Regions from separate parts of the Triticum aestivum genome. Here region 1 is linked to region 2. The links are chromatin contacts, called in public Hi-C maps. All regions are on one chromosome and are shown on one strand. Each heading gives the region's core, a stretch centred on a gene start, on an enhancer-like site or on the middle of the called end of the contact. The rest is flanking DNA. Distances are from core to core; before and after follow the strand shown.

Evidence for each region. Hi-C and Micro-C count contacts between places; a contact is called where the count stands out from the background.
Region 1: a contact with region 2 is called in a Hi-C map of leaf, with 3 times the contacts expected there. The contact joins the enhancer-like site here to the promoter of LOC100682474 in region 2. A contact is called at or near these places in 2 of 5 Hi-C or Micro-C datasets (both in leaf).

The regions. Positions count from the first base shown.
Region 1 is chr7B:332,001,392-332,004,881 of IWGSC CS RefSeq v2.1, reverse strand. No RefSeq gene overlaps it. Among protein-coding and RNA genes, the nearest start is that of LOC123156998, 57 kb to the left of the region's middle. Within about 2 kb of position 1,916, at least 8 of the 8 cell types and tissues checked have an H3K27ac peak or open chromatin away from gene starts, as enhancers often do. A contact at or near this core is called in leaf, where this site is marked.
Region 2 is chr7B:331,541,778-331,544,941 of IWGSC CS RefSeq v2.1, reverse strand. LOC100682474 (protein LHY) reads left to right here and starts at 1,832. Exons shown (of 12, transcript XM_044578692.1): 1 at 1,832-2,125; 2 at 2,218-2,275.

The DNA.
Region 1 (3,490 bases), core at 667-3,166, 460 kb before region 2:
TCTTCTTGTTCACATTATTGTGGAAATCCATCCGTTTGGAATTCTTGATGAATTGTCGTTGAGCCCATCAGCCACCTTCTCATCCTCTCCTTGGTTTAATGATGAACTCTTGTTTCGGAACTCGCTTCCATAGTTCATTGCCCGAGAATCTTACAATGTCATCTCGACAATTTGTGTTGGACCTTTTCTTCTCAGGCATGCCGAGTCCGAGGTGTCTTGACACCAATCAGATCTGAATCTCGGTCAGATATGATGGTTGGAACATTTTCCAAAAGTTATAACATTGGCATTTATTTAACCCGGTAAGGTGATGTCGTGCCTAGCACACCTGGACGGAGGACCTATTGTTATAGTTTCCTTTTTAGCAATCTTAGCGATTCTTCCATGAGGAAATCGTAAGACTTATTTTATAAGTTGATCCTGATGGATCCTTTGTGTATCCGAAGTCTGACTTTTGCTTGAAGACCATGTCAATGCTATCTCAAAGCATGTCTGTGGTACTCCGATTTTCAACAAGAACATTTGAAGCCCAGTGCTAAATGCTAAATGTTTCTTGCTCAATTAGCCAAACACCGCTGTATGGGTAATGGCATGAAATTAGACCCTGTTACTATCGCTGATGACATTCTGGTAGTCACCGATGGATGAGAACTTTGCCTATTGGTACACCTAGTTCAACGAGCAGGAGAATGGTTCTCTTCATCCCTCTCCCTTGGTACTGATGTTGATGCCAATATAACTAACAAGCTATCCTCTAACCTGCCTTACTGTCATGTCCGTGCAAGATGTCAGTGCCCTTCCTACGCACATGGTGGGCCCATAACCCACAGTTCCACAGGATCGAAACCTGACTCTTCTGTACACCCCCCGGTTTCAAAAGTTACTCCTCACGCTTGACTTCATACGCAATTCACGGGCCACCTGCCTAGTGATCTATTCTGGTATTAGACGCAATACTTATTCCCTTTGCTCTGAACCCCTTTCACACTTCGTTTCAGACAACAAACGATTTCCTATGCGCTTGAAACTTCTATTTTTGCACCTTCTTACTTTGCTCTCGATATTTTTTAAGATTAGATTCGAGATCTACTTTCCGCCACCTTCCCTGGTGTTATCTACCGGCTAAGCAACCTTGTAGAGACCTGTTCTTCTGAAGTTACCCCTTATCATTCTCGTAAGTACGATGGAGTTCCTGAAGGAAGGATGACAACCTCATCATGATGTATTGATGCATAGGTATGAAGACATCAATGCTATGAATCGACCACTTCGAGAAGAGCAACCAAGACCGAGAAGATTCGTTATAATTTCGTAACCAGACCTTTCCCCTTAATTCCACCTCTTAAATCTCGGGACGAGATTTCTTGTAGTGAAGGAGATTTGTAACACACCGATAATCAAGCTACAGTAACCTCACCCTAATGTGCCATGTCATCATGTTTTATTAAGCCAATTTGCCACTTGATGAAAATCTGAGTCAAATTCAAATTTCAAATAACAAGTCAAATTCTTTTTTTCTTTAAACTGTCAAACAAAAATGTTCGAGGATTTAAAAATATTCACTAAGTATTTAACATGTAGGAACCAACATTAAATGGATTTCTAAATCGCCCCCTAGGAAATATTAATGTGGACAAGTAGCACTTATTATGACCATTTAAATATAAACCTATTTTCAAACATTTTCCAAATAACCTCAGTCTTTTTAAACAGCACCAAAATATCGACACGTAATTTTGTGGGAAGCTTGAACTTGAACTAAAATCATTTAGTATCTAAGCTAAATACAAAAAAAGAAAACAATACAAAAATAAAGAAAAGGAAAATACCCCCCCCCCCCTTGGGCCAACCGACCAACAGGCCGGCCCAGTCGGCCACTCCCTCAGCTGGCAGGCCCACCCATTCACCTTATCCCCTCCCACCGGACCGAACCCTAGCGTTCTCCTCCCCACTTCCCCCACGACTCCCCACGACCTCTCCCACCCCTTCTGGATCGCACACCCGCGTGCCCCGACCCCGCCGACTCGCCCCGGCGCCCCATCGCCATCGCCGACCTCCCTGTTGCCGGAGCCCTTCCCGAGCCAACGCCTCGCCGTCCCAGCCGCGTTCGCCGCTGCTCCCCGCGGTCCCGGCGAGCACACCCACGCCCGACGACTGCCGCCTCCGGCCCACAGCTTCTTCGCCGTCCTCGCGCCGTGCCTGCAGCACCACCGACCGCCGCCGTCGTCGCCAGAACCTCCCCGACCTCCTCCTCACGGGTCGCCGCCCTTGCTGCCCGCTAACGGCTGTGAGCGCCTCCCTCCTCTTCTTTCTCCTCGCCGCGGTCACCGCCTGACCCTCGCGCGCCGCTCTGCGTACCACCTCGCCCGCGCATGGCCTCGCCTCCCTCTGCTGCTGCTCACCCGTCGCCGCTCGCGGCTGACATCGCCCAATCCAGCACCGGCCGCGCCCGGCCGCCCCGGCGTGCCCGCGCCTCGCCGGCGTTGCTCCTATCCGGGGCCGCACCCTGCTCCCCCTCGGCGCATCGTGCACCTCATGTAGGTGGCACCCACCGCCCGTTTGGTCGCCAGAGAGCGTCTCCGGTGGGCCACCGTTGCCTCTGCTGGTCGCCGGCGTGCACCAGCATGCGCATGCGTTAGAATCTGGCTAGTGTCTTGTGACGCGTGGGCCCGGGTCATTAACTGTTTAGTTAAGCACTAATCCAGCCGCTAACTCCCACTAAAATCGAACCCCACCGTCCTAATTAACATCACTAGGGTTAATTAAAAGTTTGATAAATAGATCACTCAATGACAGATGGGGTCCGCTGCTTAGTCTAAATGTTAAATCAGTGTTAAAATTACCGAAGAGAATGACATGCGGGCCCCGTGTGCACTGTTCATGGTTTGACCAGTCAACGGTCCAGTCAAACGTTGACTGGACAGTTGACCAGGGCCCCACCGGTCAGCCTCTGTGCTGTTCTGCTGGGTACCTTTTCGAGTACACATAGCAAATTACTTTTAAAATATTTTGAATTAAATAATTTAAACTATTTTTAGAAAATTGATTAAAACTTCGAAAATTAATGTTAAATAATCCGTAACTCGGATGGAAAAACTTTGTACATGAAAGTTGCTTAGAACGACGAGACGAATCCGACTACACAACCCGCTCGTCCGCCACACATCTCTAGCATAGCGAACGTGCAACATTTCATGTCTGGTTCATCTGTCCGGAAACGCGAAACACTAGGGATACTTTCCCGGTTGTTTCCTCCTTTCGCCGGTATCATCTACTACCGCGTTAGGGCACAGCTAGCACCGCTCATTGGCATGTCTTGCTTCGCCATGCTTATGTTTGCATTATATTTATTGTTTCATCCTCCTCTTCTCTCCGATAGACTACGAGACCGACGCCGCAGCTACCCAGTACGACTACGGAGTTGACGACCCCTCCTTGCCAGAGCAACCAGGCAAGCCCCCCTGATCACCAGATGTCGCCTATTCTTCTA
Region 2 (3,164 bases), core at 583-3,082:
TTTATTAAGTCGAGATGGCACATACACACTCCCTCAAAGAAACTGACGTCCCCGTCAACCCAACAGGAACGTTCCCTCTTGGCACACGTTGGCGCGTGCCAGTGCCATCATCCACATACACACTCCCTCAAAGAAACTGACGCCCCCGTCAACCCAACAGGAACGTTCCCTCTTGGCACACGTCGGCGCGTGCCAGTGCCATCATCCACAAGCGTCTCATGTATGCATCACTAACCCGCACACACCCGTGTAAGCGCGGGGGTCAACTTTGATACCAATTGTAACACCCTGACCAAACCCATTGGTTCTTGGCCGTCGCGCCTGGGATCAAGACTGGACCCACAGACCAACACTAGTCTTTCTTTCGCACTTTGTCATCTCTCGTGCGAACCTAAGAACAATTTCCCAGTCAGCCATCCATTCTCAAATTGCTCCAAGCCAGACACACTTAACTTTGAAATTCCTTTCGGATGGGCTCCCAAGAAAGAAGACGCGCCTTTTTTTATATGAGTAATCTATCATTCCTATTAAGCTGGGATGTCACATACCTTTAGCATGAGCAACCTTATAACTATACATAATAAAGTATATTTCAAAAGATTAGGTTGGTCATCTCGGCCCAAGTCTCAACCTCGTCTGCAAGCACGATCACCATCAAATGCATCACGAATTGTTTGGTTCCGGCCCTAAATACGTACCGTTCGCCACATACATATGAAGAATACAGTTCCGGCCCTAAATTCATACCGTTCGCCACATACATATGAAGAATACAATAATCTTCTCATCCTGATCAATGTGCAAACTAACAGAACGTTTGTGAACTAGGTCCTCGATAATACTCTTCAAGGTTTAGAAATCACTTTTTTCTCTTTTTCAGCACCGTGTGCCAGGCCGCAATCGGCATCCTAGATGCTAGTAGTTAGATCAAAATTGCAAAAGCCATTTTTGTAATAGTTCCACATAGGATCAATGCTAATTAAATCGTACACTAGTTGAGCGAATTAGTGAATATTGCTACAACCAATCAAAAGAGTGGTTGTCAAAATAGCAGGCACTATTTCTAGTCAAATACAAGAGTTTCTTCTCATCTAGATAAAAACCAAGTAGTTGAGAGTTTGTTGCCGGGCCAATATGCCGTCCAAATGACTAGGGTACAAAACCCACATAGCGCATCTATACATTTCCCTTAAAAATAACCAATGTTGTCTTGTACATCTTCTATTACTAAATAGCTACAATACCTATTTTTCTAACCTTGCCACATAAGTAAGTCATACATGCAAGTCATAAATCATTTTTATTTTGCATTACTCTATGCATGCAACGCAGTCATATCATAAATTCATGCATGTTAATTATTCACAGTTATTTTTTGTATTAGATTTTGTACTAGCAATATATGTATTGGGCAATTGCAGCGTATGTATGTAGTTGACCCTTCACATTTTTGTTTTGTTAGAAATGACATTATTTTAACCGTAATTTAATTTGTTTTTATATACTTTGTTTTTTTATTTTTCAGATTACATCTTCTTTTCATTAGTTTTAGAAGTCTTTTATCAACTATTTACGCATTTCTGTTACCAAGATTCCTGATGTACCGCACGGGGCATCATCTAGGTTCTAATATTTTGTAAAGCATATGAAAGGTCTAGAATAACCTTGACCCTTTATTTCTTTTTTTCTCCCGTGAGAAAGAAAGCCAGTAGTACGCAACATAAAATGCGGTGGTTTGCGATTCCAGGGATTTTACAAGGGTGCCGCACGGAGATAGCCTCGGAGGAGGCCTAGAAACCCACAAGTAAAGATAGTGGCTGAGATTTCTCGCGGCGGCGAGAGCGACCCCCACAGCCCCCGGCCACAAACACACCTCCACCGTGTAGCCTCCACGACCCGCAGCATACAGCGAGCCCCGCACCCGAGTACCCGACATCTCGACCCTTCCCTTCCCTTCCTTCGTCACTCGCGCGCGCGCGCACGCACGCACGCACGCTTGTTCCTCCCACTGCTGGCCTAGCTAGATCCCCAAAGCGGAGGAGTTGGCCGGGAAGCTTCGTCCGGAAGCATCGGCCGGTGGCGGCAGAGAGAGGAGCCGCTGCGCCCGGTGCGGCGGTCGCTTGAGGTGGGTGGCAGGGATCGGGGCGGAGATTCCGTTTTGCATGATGAACCGCTGGGTTGTTGATTTGATTTTGTGCACGGGGTGGCTTGGTGCAGGCCGCCGCGCGGAGGGCGGGCGACGTGGCGACCGGGGTTAGCTTGCTGCTCGCCCGAGGTAACCTAGAACTACGAACCATACAAGTTTCCAGAAATTTGTGCTTCCACTGGACGCGACGCGATTGATATATACTCTTAGGTGTGGTAGTTTGTCGACTGAAAACTGTGCAGCAAATGAGCCCACGCTTTTTTGTGTGTGTGCCTGGTCGGTCTCTGTAGTTGCAGTTTTTGATTTCGCGTTGCTCTCCTCCAATGATCGTGGTGCAAAAGCTCAGACTTCTGAGCGGTTGAACTGCACCTGTTCACTGAGAGCTCTGCTGTTGGAGAGGGGGGATTACGAATCAGATCATTTATACCCTTTGCTTAAAGGCAGCACATCTGAGTTTGGCTTCTTCCACCCGGTCTACCGTGTCGTCCAGTGATTATTTTCTTGCTCTAGCCCGTCTTCTGTGCCCTTTTCTTGCTCTAGTTAGTCCTGTCCGTTTTAGTATGGTCATTAGGAATAATATTAATAGTGATTCCATGGTTCAACTTCTTGCAGCTAGAAAACTGTATGGTTGGTGCGTGGGTTTTTTATCTGTTTTCTTTTGGCTGTCATGGGTTTGAGGTGTGCTTTTATCAGATCTTTGATCTAATATGGTGTTGTTGGTGCTCTGAAGTTGTTTGGAAAGAACGTGTGTAAGTTAGGCTTCTGAGTTTGCTATGCAGGGAGAGAACAGCTTGATTTAGTTTATAAGCAGGTGAGTTAAGTTAATTTTGGATTTGCTATGCTGGAAAGGGAGCAACTTAATCTAGTTTAACTAAGCAGGTGAGGTAATTTGACTAAAATACATGCTTTGGTGAATTGTGCTAAGAAGAAAATATATTTTTTGTCTGCTATAAAAAATTCATAGTTTTTTTGGTTGTTGTTATGTCAATACATTTGCTATGATAAATTTCGGTCTGGC